Regions from separate parts of the Gossypium hirsutum genome. Here all the other regions are linked to region 3. The links are chromatin contacts, called in public Hi-C maps. All regions are on one chromosome and are shown on one strand. The core of a region is the stretch at or near the end of the contact, and the rest is flanking DNA. Distances in the headings are between cores, read along the strand shown. Region 1 has its middle 13 kb from the start of LOC107917984. Region 2 holds the start of LOC107917995 (vacuolar protein sorting-associated protein 35B). Region 3 holds the start of LOC121204710. Region 4 holds the start of LOC107916523 (probable nucleoredoxin 2).

Region 1 (2,769 bases), core at 25-2,524, 230 kb before region 3:
TATTTTTTATTATTTAAAAATATATTATTTTAATATAAAATATTTTAATTCACTCTTACCGTAAATATGACGATTCTCATTATAGAAACCAGAAATTCCAAGTTGAACAAAGTCCCTGATAGGTCCCATCTATATGCTATGGATAGAATATTTGTACAATAGTTAATCAAATCCTCTTCTTTTTTTTTTCTTTTCTTTTTATTATCATGAAATTATTTTATTATAAATAATATTATTTTAGATTTATTTTTCAATTTTTTAATAAAATGAAATCATATAATTTATATAAAATTAGGTTGTTTTTGTTTGATTACAAATTATTTTTGAAAAATAATTTTTTTTTTGGAAAAGTTAACTTATATAATATTTCTAACATTACAATGATTTTAGGTAAAATAATTTTTTTATCGGTAAATTTTTCTAAAGCAATTTTTGAAAGTTGTTTTTCTATGAAACAAATATAAATATAAATTATATTTGTTACTAAATATTATATAATTATTTTCTCAAAATTTATTTTATAATAAGATATTAGTTATTAAATAACTAATATCCTATATAGATTTAATAATAATTAATGTATAATTAAAATTTAATTAGAAATTGTATATATTACATATATGAAAGTGTATAGTAACACATTAAATTTAGAGGGAATAAATAAAGTTAAGCAATATTTAAATATATACTAATATTTTATAGTATAAAACATTTATTACTCTTAAAAAAATTTATTTATCAATGTTAAATTTTTATTATTAAAATAAGATTATAATATTAAATAATTTTTTATACAAATACCTAAAATACCAAATCTCAAATCCTTCAACAAAACCACCCAATTGATGGTCATTGGTGCATCTGACTAACTTTGCTGGCATACAATTTGACCAGAGGCCAATTTTTGGATAGCAACCATGGCTGCTCAGTGTTACAGTGTACATTCTGATAGTACAATTGATCAGTAACAACTACTTGTTATACAATTTGATTTACTCTCCAATCAAGAGATAGTCATGTCAATTGCTTGAGCCGTTGTGAACTTCAACTTCCCTGGAATCATGGTTTGCAACATGCCCTTACATTGGTTATAACAATTTAAGGTGGTGTTATGTTGTAGCAAAATATGAACTTTGACCCTCAAGCCTGCAATTTTCTTGAGTTTCAAAGTTACAACTAGAAACTAAACCCAAATGGTTCATTTCATACAAGCCCAATCGATTTCAGTCTAGGAGATTTTTAGATATCTAAACTCTCGGGTCTGAATAGTAACCTTAAAATGATTGCTACTGCACAAAGGGCAACCATACTCAAAGGGCTCAAATATCATACCCAATTATAATACAAGACATGAAAAAAACGAAATACGTAGATAAAAGTGAACCCAAAAAGAAAAAACCAAAAACTAGAGTTTAGCATATTTGATCGATTAGAATTTTACATCACATCCTAATCCCATATTCACTTTTTTTCTTAAACAATTTAAAAGGTTTGTTTATCCGCCTAAACTTGAAGATCTACTCAAAATATGAGAAAATTTAGATAAAAATATAAGCTCGAAAAATAAGTTTAGACAAAAAATAAGGCTCATTTTCTAAATGGGTAGGCTTTGGGTAAGATTTTTTTGCTTGAGCTTGACTCGAATCTGTTGTTTTATTATTGTTTTGCTACCATTTTGCTATTATATTGCAATTACTTTGTTATTATTGTTTGGATATTATTTAACTTTTATTTTATTGTTAATTTTGTTACTATTTTAGAGACATTTTCTTGTTAAGTTGCCACTATCTTTGTTTTTAATTTATTGGAAAACATTTATTTTAATGTTTTTAGTGTACTTAATGTATTATATTTTTTAAAAAAACTTTTTTTATGTAAAATAATAATAAAAAATTAATACGAGTGGACTACACTTGAGTTTAGTATTTTTAATATGGATTGGGCTTGGGTAGAATTTTAGTTCTATTTTTCAGGCTAAACCAAGTCTGAGCATAAAAAACTGATCTAAAATTTCGTATTGACTCAGTCCGAATACAACTTGACCTAGCCCAAGCTTAGAAAACAGAACTGAAATTTTGTATTGGCTCAGTCTAAACCCGACTTGTCCCATGAACCGAGAGAACTTCTAAAGGGAGTTTAATGGCTGCCGTCACAAATTTCTTAACTAAGCCACCTAGTTCTCATCTTCGTTTCATCCGCAAAACCACTTACCTTAGCTCCCATGGTTCCCTTCTGCCATCTTTTGTTTAGAGGCCGAGACCTTTTTCAATAAAATTACTCGAACCTAGCAAATCCCCTCGCTTTATTACCAAGGCAACGACTGCCTCTGGAACTAAGAAAGCCCCTAATGATGAGAGAGTAAAGCATGTTAATAGCTTGATGGATGTCATGCTCCAAATTTTGTAATTTCTAGGTTTAATTATGTTAACTACAATAATCTATTTTAATGGTTAAATGCTTTAGATGTTGTTTGAGGTTTTGTGTTTAAATGCTCTCTTTTGAATTTTTATTATTTTTATGCTTTCATTTAGGTTATATTTTGTTCTCGTTAGTTCATTGATAAGAATAAATTTATTAGTTCAATGATAAAATTTTAGTTTAATTAAAGGTCCCAAGTTTAAATATAACAATGCTCAAAATGAAATTAATTTTATTCCCTCTTGTTGTGCCGCCCATAATAGTAGATTGTTGATTAAATTCAAATTCATTAATAATTAGGATTGAATAAGTTAATATATATATTTTAAAAAAAACAAGAAATATCTCTAA
Region 2 (2,805 bases), core at 80-2,579, 190 kb after region 3:
TTCAGCCACTAAAAGGCATGAAATCAATTCAGAATATTTTTTAAAACCTTTTTCACGATATTGCTATTGCAGGAGCACATTAGTAGCATGAAAGGTTGAAAAGGTTTTCTCTAACAAATCCTTGTCAGTTATGTTCTCTCCACATAATTTCAGTTGAAAACTAATTTTAAAAAGTTCTGAATTGTATTCACTTATAGTCTTAAAATCTTGCAGCCGTAAGTGCATCCAATCATAACGAGCATTAGAGAGGATCATTGTTTTCTGATGGTAAAATCTTTTTTTCAAATTTTTCCACAACTCAAGAGGGTCTTTCACTGTGAGATATTCCACTTTTAATCCTTCATGTGAATGATGACGGATGAAAATCATTGCTTTTGCCTTGTCTTGGTTAGATGCTTCTTTATTTTCTACTATAGTATTCCCTAGACTTTTAGCATCTAGGTGAATTTCAGCATCTAACACCCATGACAAATAATTTTTACCTGAGATCTTTAGGGCGGCAAATTCAAGTTTGGCAAGATTTGACATTATAATCACTTAAGTCGATAGAGAAATTAAATTCGATTCCTCCCAAGAATTTTAAGCAAATCGCTGCACAAGTTTGAGTCCCTCTTTTTTCGTCAATTTTTAGGTAGCCAATCAACCAATTTGAATGCTAAGTAAGAAAAATAATGAAAGCAATTCAGTGGGGGATTAGAAAAGGATATAAAGCAATTGAGGTATGAGTTATCAAATGAAAAATAAGAATGAGGTGGGTTTAGAAAAAAAAATTTGAGAATCGTGCGGATAATGTGTTATAAAATAAAGAAAGATGGAGAGAATAAAGAACAAAGAAAATATGAAAGCAATAGAGAATGAACTTTATTGATCAAAAGGGATGATTATAATGCTTCATCAGAATCTCTATTTATAGGAATAAAAAATATAAAAGAAATAAAAATCTAATTCTAATAACTATTTAAAGTATATCAAAATTTTATCTTTATCATTATGTACATCCACTTAATAATATATTCATAATATTTTTATATTTTTATAATTTTTATAAATTTTAAATTAATTAATTACTGAAATCCATGTGGATCTCACATGGGTTAAAGGTTAACATTTCTATTTTTAAGGTAATCTAAAAAAGTGAAAGATTAAATGAAAAATTAAAATAATTTTTTTTATAAAGTTGAAGGATTGAACAAGTTATCATGCCTTTCAAACAAGAGTTGATAATGTTCGTAACTCAATGATGGGCTGACCTTTTCCCAAATCCCAATAAAAATACATAGTACAAAAGCGAGGCAATCAACATTTTTTGGGCTGAAAGTTGGGGTAAGCTCTGTATGAGGCTTAGTTTTGAGGCATTCGAATATGCGTCTCAGCTGGGCATCTTTGTTTGTTTGTTCTCTTGTCCCAGGACTTCAATGAGATCAACATCGGAAAAGTAATTTTTTTGGTAGAAGATCGAACAGTGTCAAGGTCTGGAAGAAAGTGGCGGAGAGAATAATGTTAAACGGAACAGAGGACGAAGAGAAATGGCTGGCGGAAGGGATCGCTGGTATTCAACACAATGCTTTTTATATGCATCGAGCTTTGGTATTTCCAAAAGCTTTCCTATCTCCACTTGAATTTGAACGGAACATCTCAGATCCTCTTTCATTTGTGCTAATTTGGATATTTCTTATCTCAGGATTCTAATAATCTTAGAGAAGCTCTCAAGTACTCTGCTCAAATGCTATCGGAGCTCCGGACCTCCAAACTCTCTCCTCGCAAATACTATGAACTTTGTAATTCTGTTTGTTCATTTTTTTCTTTTGATTGATTGCTTGAGTCGATAGTGTTTGAAATTTATTGATTGTGATTGATTATTATTATTTTTTATAATGTGTCTATGACTGGAATTAAGATATGCGAGCTTTTGATGAATTGAAGAGATTGGAGTTATTCTTCAAAGACGACAGCAAACATGGTGTCTCTGTGGTTGATCTGTACGAGCTTGTTCAACATGCCGGCAATATTTTGCCTAGATTGTAAGTGTCCTTCAACAAATTTAATAATTAATTGCATATTTCTCTAGATTTATTTTCTAAAATATGAAAAGCATTGAATTAAAATTAAATAATCATCCAATACTTGTTGTTTATTGCAATGAGCCTTTATTCAATTAAACCCTTAAATATCTCCTTTTAGCTAATAGAGCCCACTTAGATGGAAGTTGATGACGTTGTTAACGAATTCCAGTCTGATCAACGCTCAACTGAGTGAGTATATATATATATGAGTATTAAATCCATTGCAATTTGCATTAAAATGACACGACTAATTATTTAATTTTAGTTCAGGGACTTATTTTAATATATTTAAGTCATTCTTTCTTATATCATTTTCGAATTCCAAACATATATGGGTATCCATTCTCATTCTTAGCTGTTGGTTTTTTTCCCCACAGTTTTAGGACCCGTATTGAAATGGGACTCTAGTTTTTTATGAAGAAAAACGATTAGTAAAACTGCAAATGGGCTTTCTTCTGGAAGTTTCTGCTTCATAACTAGATAAGCTCCAAATAGTTAATTTGTATTGTGATTGTGAGTATTGTCAAATATTAGACCGTCATTGTCACTGTATCTGAAATTTTAGTTGATAATCTACCAGGTATCTTCTATGTACAGTAGGATCTATCTATATCAAATCTAAGGAGGCTCCTGCTAAGGAAGTTCTTAAAGACCTTGTGGAAATGTGTCGTGGAGTTCAACATCCCATACGTGGACTCTTTTTAAGGAGTTACCTTGCTCAAATAAGCCGAGATAAGTTACC
Region 3 (2,700 bases), core at 181-2,680:
GTTCTTACCAAACAATAAAATTCTTTTTGAAACATAATTGTATTAAAAACCAAAGTAACAAAACAAGAGCAATAAAACAAGTCAACTGAAGCAAAGGCAAGAGCAAAACTAACCCAAGCACACAGACTTACCTTATACATCCCATCCTACACTTTACACTATTATTAGCCTCGGCATTCATAGCATCAAATGATAAAACAATAGAGAGACCATCAGACGGCTTACTCTATTCTGTGGTTCGTATACAATGAAACTACCCGAGCAAGCGAATGAGTAGCTTTATTAGCTTCTTCACGAGTCCAACAAAATGAAAAATGCTGAAAATAAGTAACATTTCGGCAGTTCTGAACCAACAAACCAAACTCAGAGACATCAATATCTTGAGCATGCAAAGAGTTCACTACTCGTAAACAATCTGTCTCAATGTGTTAAGGATATTAGTGTTAGCTTAGCTAAGTTGTTAGTCAAGCTGTTATGAGTAGCAATTCTGTTAGCAAGTTTGTTAGCTAAGCTTGTTAGCTAAGTCTGTTAACTAAGTCTATAAATACTATTTTCCAAATGTACAAAAACAAGTTTTGAAGTCTAAATACATTAATGGAATTTCTTCATTAGATTACCAATATTTCTTCATGGTATCAGTCGCTTGTTGATACTCGGGGATGGCTACTACTCACTCCGCTGACTCCGATTTCAATGAGCATCATGGTGCGGTCTTTCATGGTGATCATGTCATGACGTCGTTTCCTCGGCATGATGTGGTCAAACTTGACGAAGGCACTTTTCTTCAATGGCAGTAACAGATTCGACACATTGTTGCTGGATATGATTTGGTAGGCTTTTTGGATGGCTCTTTTACTGCTCCGCAGAGGTTTGACCAAGGACCAAACAGTGCTCTTCTTGCGAATTCGTCTGCCACGGTCTTCGATCAACAAGATTAGCTTCTTACCTCGTGGCTTCTTTCCACGATCAGCTCTTCATTTTTGTCCTTCTTCACGAATGTACGATCGGTTTCTGACGTGTGGTTGACTACGACAAGTCTGTTTGCGGCCAACACAAGTGCTAAGCAATCTCGGATCCGTCATGAATTGCATTCTCTCAAGAAAGGGAGCCTCTCCATCAAGGGGTATGTTGCGAAAATCAAAGGTCTCTGTGCTCTCTTGGAAGCTTCTGGTTCTCACATCTCAGAGGCAGAGAAAATTGAAATCATGTTTGCAGGATTACCGGCCGAGTTTGATGTTGTTGTGTCCTCTGCGTCTCTCTCCTCCACTCCGTTTCCTTTTCAACGTGTAGTCGATGCCCTCCTCGAGTGTGAGTCTCGTCAGGCGCGAGAGGTCCAAGAGCTCTTATTTGTGACGAATATGGTGGAGAATGTTTCTTCGCAGCTAGTGAAGGGTGTCACTCGTGGTGGTCGACCTCCATCTCGTGGTAGTCGAGGAAGAAGTTTTCGGCCACGTCTACAGTGCTAAATTTGCTTGCGGTTTGGACATATCGCACGAAGGTGCTACAATAGGTACCATCGCGACGACTCTTTGCCGGCAATGGCTCCGGCGTCGCATCAAGTAACTTTAATGGTAGGCTTGTCTCCTGGTTTGCATGATGAGTTTGGAGATGAAGGCTGGTTCTCTCAAAAAAACCGTCGGCCTAGGTTTACACCTAATTCTGGTCAAAATTGTTTTGAATGTGGTCAACAGTACATCGTGGGTCAAAGAGATTTTTTCTCTCATGATGGCAATAGAGGTGTACATGGTGTTAATGAGCAGCCCAATTTGTCAGCACGTGGGCCAGCTATGGGTTATGCGCCTAGGCCTCATGTGCGTCGATCACATGCTTTTGGGCCTGTACATGGCGTTCCTAGGCCGACTACCCCATCCATTCCTATTGAGCCTATTTCTAATAATGTTCAATTTGATCCCTTTATTGGTGTAGGGCCGAATGATGGTCAGCCGAGTGGGATTGTGGTTCCTTGGCGCACCAAACCCTGTGCGCGTGTCTACTCTGGGTTTGATCCTTGCATTGGACTTCCTCGAGTCGGTGACATTCACGCATCTGATTATTTTGATTCCTCTAGGTCTTATGGAAATACTACACAAGTTGGCTCTAATGGTGATGGCACAGACTCGTATATTCTTATGCCAGTTGGCACCTCCTCGTGGTAACCTGACTCTGGTGCTAGTAATTATGTTTGTCGGGATCCTTCGGCTTTGCATGACACTTAACCCGTATTCAGGTACGTCTTCACTCTTAATAGCTGATGGAACGCCTGCTATAATCTCGTCTATTGGTCAGGGGGTATAATTTACGCAGTCTAAACTGCTTTGGTTATCTAATGTTTTGTGTGTTCCGGCAGTACAAAAAAAATTATTATTTGTATCTCAGTTTGCCACTGACAATGGTGTCTTTTTTGAATTCCATTCCACATATTGTGTTATTAAGGACAGCGTGACCCGGGAAGTTTTGCTGAAGGCCATCTTCCTGATGGATTGTACGTGTTTTCCTTACCGGGTACTTCTATTTCAAGCACTATAGCTCCTTCTATTGCTCACGTTGGACTTCAGCGTCGGCCCGATGACAGTGATGTTTTTTCATTGTGGCATAATCACCAGGGCCATCCGTTTACGTCTGTTGTTAAAACTGTTCTGGATAAGTGTAATCTTACATTAAATAATATGTTGCTTGATAGTGTTTGCATTGTTTGTAAAA
Region 4 (2,700 bases), core at 78-2,577, 210 kb before region 3:
TTATCACGAATGCATCCCACATTCATGCTAAGAATCCGTTCTAATTCCCTTCCCGACAAGCAAAATTCATAACCCCCCACAAGAACATCAAAACAACAAGATCTCTTCACCACCAATGGTGTTCCAACATGTTTGAATTACCGACAAGACATGTAACCGACTTAGATTGTTCGCTTATGAACTTACAATGATCCATTTCTCAGTTTCATCTAATTATTTAATGTGATCATCACCTAATTGTCATAAATACATAAAAGACCCCTAAAAAAGTATTCCCTTCAAAACTAAATCAAATCATTGTCGAGTTTAACAACCACCACTAGCGAAATAACATAAGATCTACTCAATTAAACATGTTCTACCAAACAACATCCCATATATTTCTTCATTCTTTGTTTGGTGCTATAATATACCCAGATGATTATACCATAACCAAGTTCTAGTTTGCTGGACCTTATAATACATATATAACAAAGTATTAGCAGGTGGACTTTCCATTTTAAAACCCTATAGAAGTTCCTGAAATATGTTGCTAATAAATAAAGTTAAATATTTTGAGAATAATACCAAATAATGATATATATATATATATATAGTTCTAGAAAAGATATTCTGGAAGGTTTATGTAATTTCAGAAAGAAGTCTTGGATAAAGAAGAAGATAGAAAAGAAATGGATCTATGATGATGAAAGAGTACAAATTACCGTGAAGCCATAAGTGAGTTAGACCTAAAGGTGGCTGCGTGCTTTCATGTCTGACCACAACTTAAAGTTTACAGCTAAAAATTAATAATAGATACTGAAGAAGAAGAAGAAGAAGATGCTAGATATGTTCTTTATTTCCTTCCATGAAAGGAAAACTAACCTGGTCATCTTGAGCAGTTGAGGACAGAAGATAATCACGATCTTTAGAAGCCAAAAGAGAAGAAAATCTAGATGTTGAAATCTTCTCGGCATCACCATTTGTCAAAGCTTGAACAAGATTCCTGGCGTTGTCGTCCAAATCCATTTCCTTCCTACTTCATCACTTGTCTTCTTTTCTCGCTTCTCGTTTGCTTATAAAAGATTAAATCAGTCCTTTCAAAGCTTAAATTGCATGGAACCATATTCTTTATCCTAAGATAGCAATTCAACCCCCCCCCCCCGAACTTACGATTCACTCCAAAAGTATCGTCAATGAGCCAAACTCCCACTGTTCCTCGGGTCCATTAACTATCATGCTGGCGACGTCTTGACTTATATTTAATTGGTCAAGACCGTCATCTGTCACGCATATAACCTTTTGGTTCGACACATTGGGTTCGCTTTTGTTAAAATAAGAAAAATCGAAGTCCAGGCCAGCGTTTCCAAGCTATCTTAGATAAGGTAGGTAAGGTCCCGTGTTTGTCATAAAGATGTAGTGGACACCTGTATTTCTAACTCTCTCCACCTTTTTAACATTATTATTATTTTCTTTTTTATTTTAATTGCTTCTTATATTTTTATCTAAACAAAACAATAAACTTAGCGTTTACATTTTTTCTATCAATTTGGTTTTTTTTTCTTCTAAATTTGATATTTTAACCTTAAAAAAAATCAAATCTCTCTTTTTTAATAAAAATTATGATCAAAATATTAATTTTTAATGTTGTTAACATGACAACTTGAATTATAATTTATGTACACATCATCTTAATATAACATCATTTATTTTATATATCACTTCAACAAATAATAATTTAAAAATTATAAAAAAAATAAAATATAAAATATAAAAAGTTCATAAAATTTCAAAAATATTAGCATTGAGTATACATCCATTATCATGGAGGCTATCGTATTTAAATTTTTAACATTTTAATTAGTATTCTCATCAAACAAACATAATTTCAAATCTTTTTTAAAAAATTAATTAAATTTAATTTTTTTAAAATGTTGAGAGCCAAATTTAACTAAAAATAAAGATAAAATTAATAAAAATATATAAATATTAAAAATAAAATTAATATTTATTTATTTTTTATCTCGTACTTCAATGAAATATATTAGTATTTAAAAGTTTGGTTAAATTAATAAAAGAACAAATATTATTATAATTTTTGTATATTTTTATATAAAAACTAACGAAATACACATACAATAAGAATTTACCTACTTCAATATTTAAATTTTATTAAATAAAATATCACTCATATGGTAAGCACCGTAATCTAATTTTCCTCTAAATTTTTGAAAAAGATAAATATAAAAATAGTGCGTGGGAGGATGAGACGGCTGTAAGGCTCTAAAAATTGTAGCTTTGAATTCTCACTATATTGGGGCCCACTTAAACGACACTTGGCAACGCGCAACCCGAAGACCTTAATTTAAAAGTACTTTTAATCCTTTCCTTTTGTTTGTATTCCACCATTGTTTAATTCTTTTCTAGAAACCTTTTTCCCTTCACAATGCTTTCAATTTTTTGTAATATTTCTTTTTGGTTAAAATCTCTTCTCAATCATTTTAATTTAACAAAATTTGAGATTTAACCCATATACTTAAAAAGTTAAAAGTTAAGTCTTTTTACTTTGCCGATCTCACTCCAATCATTACCATTGTTAATATTCTTTGTCAAAATTTATCAATTTAGCACATGAATTAAGCTATCTTCATATTATGTGACATATGCTTAATAGAAAATAAATATGTTACGTTGACAAATTTTAAAAGAAACTACCAACAA

What was found. A called contact is a pair of places that touch in the nucleus more often than the background predicts.
Region 1: a Hi-C map of leaf shows a contact between it and region 3, with 2.9 times the contacts expected there. The contact joins the enhancer-like site here to the promoter of LOC121204710 in region 3. A contact is called at or near these places in 5 of 34 Hi-C or Micro-C datasets (callus, leaf and petal).
Region 2: a Hi-C map of leaf shows a contact between it and region 3, with 2.9 times the contacts expected there. The contact joins the promoter of LOC107917995 here to the promoter of LOC121204710 in region 3. A contact is called at or near these places in 8 of 34 Hi-C or Micro-C datasets (anther, fibers, hypocotyl and 2 more).
Region 4: a contact with region 3 is called in a Hi-C map of leaf, with 2.0 times the contacts expected there. The contact joins the promoter of LOC107916523 here to the promoter of LOC121204710 in region 3. A contact is called at or near these places in 6 of 34 Hi-C or Micro-C datasets (callus, hypocotyl and leaf).

The regions. Positions count from the first base shown.
Region 1 is chrA01:21,274,742-21,277,510 of Gossypium_hirsutum_v2.1, forward strand. No RefSeq gene overlaps it. Among protein-coding and RNA genes, the nearest start is that of LOC107917984, 13 kb to the right of the region's middle. Within about 2 kb of position 1,275, at least 6 of the 9 cell types and tissues checked have an H3K27ac peak or open chromatin away from gene starts, as enhancers often do. A contact at or near this core is called in leaf, where this site is marked.
Region 2 is chrA01:21,698,509-21,701,313 of Gossypium_hirsutum_v2.1, forward strand. It overlaps LOC107917995 (vacuolar protein sorting-associated protein 35B), which reads left to right and starts at 1,330. Exons shown (of 23, transcript XM_016847466.2): 1 at 1,330-1,587; 2 at 1,682-1,778; 3 at 1,898-2,021; 4 at 2,644-2,805. The coding sequence starts at 1,498.
Region 3 is chrA01:21,504,444-21,507,143 of Gossypium_hirsutum_v2.1, forward strand. It overlaps LOC121204710, which reads left to right and starts at 1,431. Exons shown (of 3, transcript XM_041075095.1): 1 at 1,431-1,571; 2 at 1,927-2,227; 3 at 2,434-2,700. The coding sequence starts at 1,539.
Region 4 is chrA01:21,293,234-21,295,933 of Gossypium_hirsutum_v2.1, forward strand. It overlaps LOC107916523 (probable nucleoredoxin 2), which reads right to left and starts at 1,328. Exons shown (of 3, transcript XM_016845782.2): 1 at 865-1,328. The coding sequence starts at 1,008.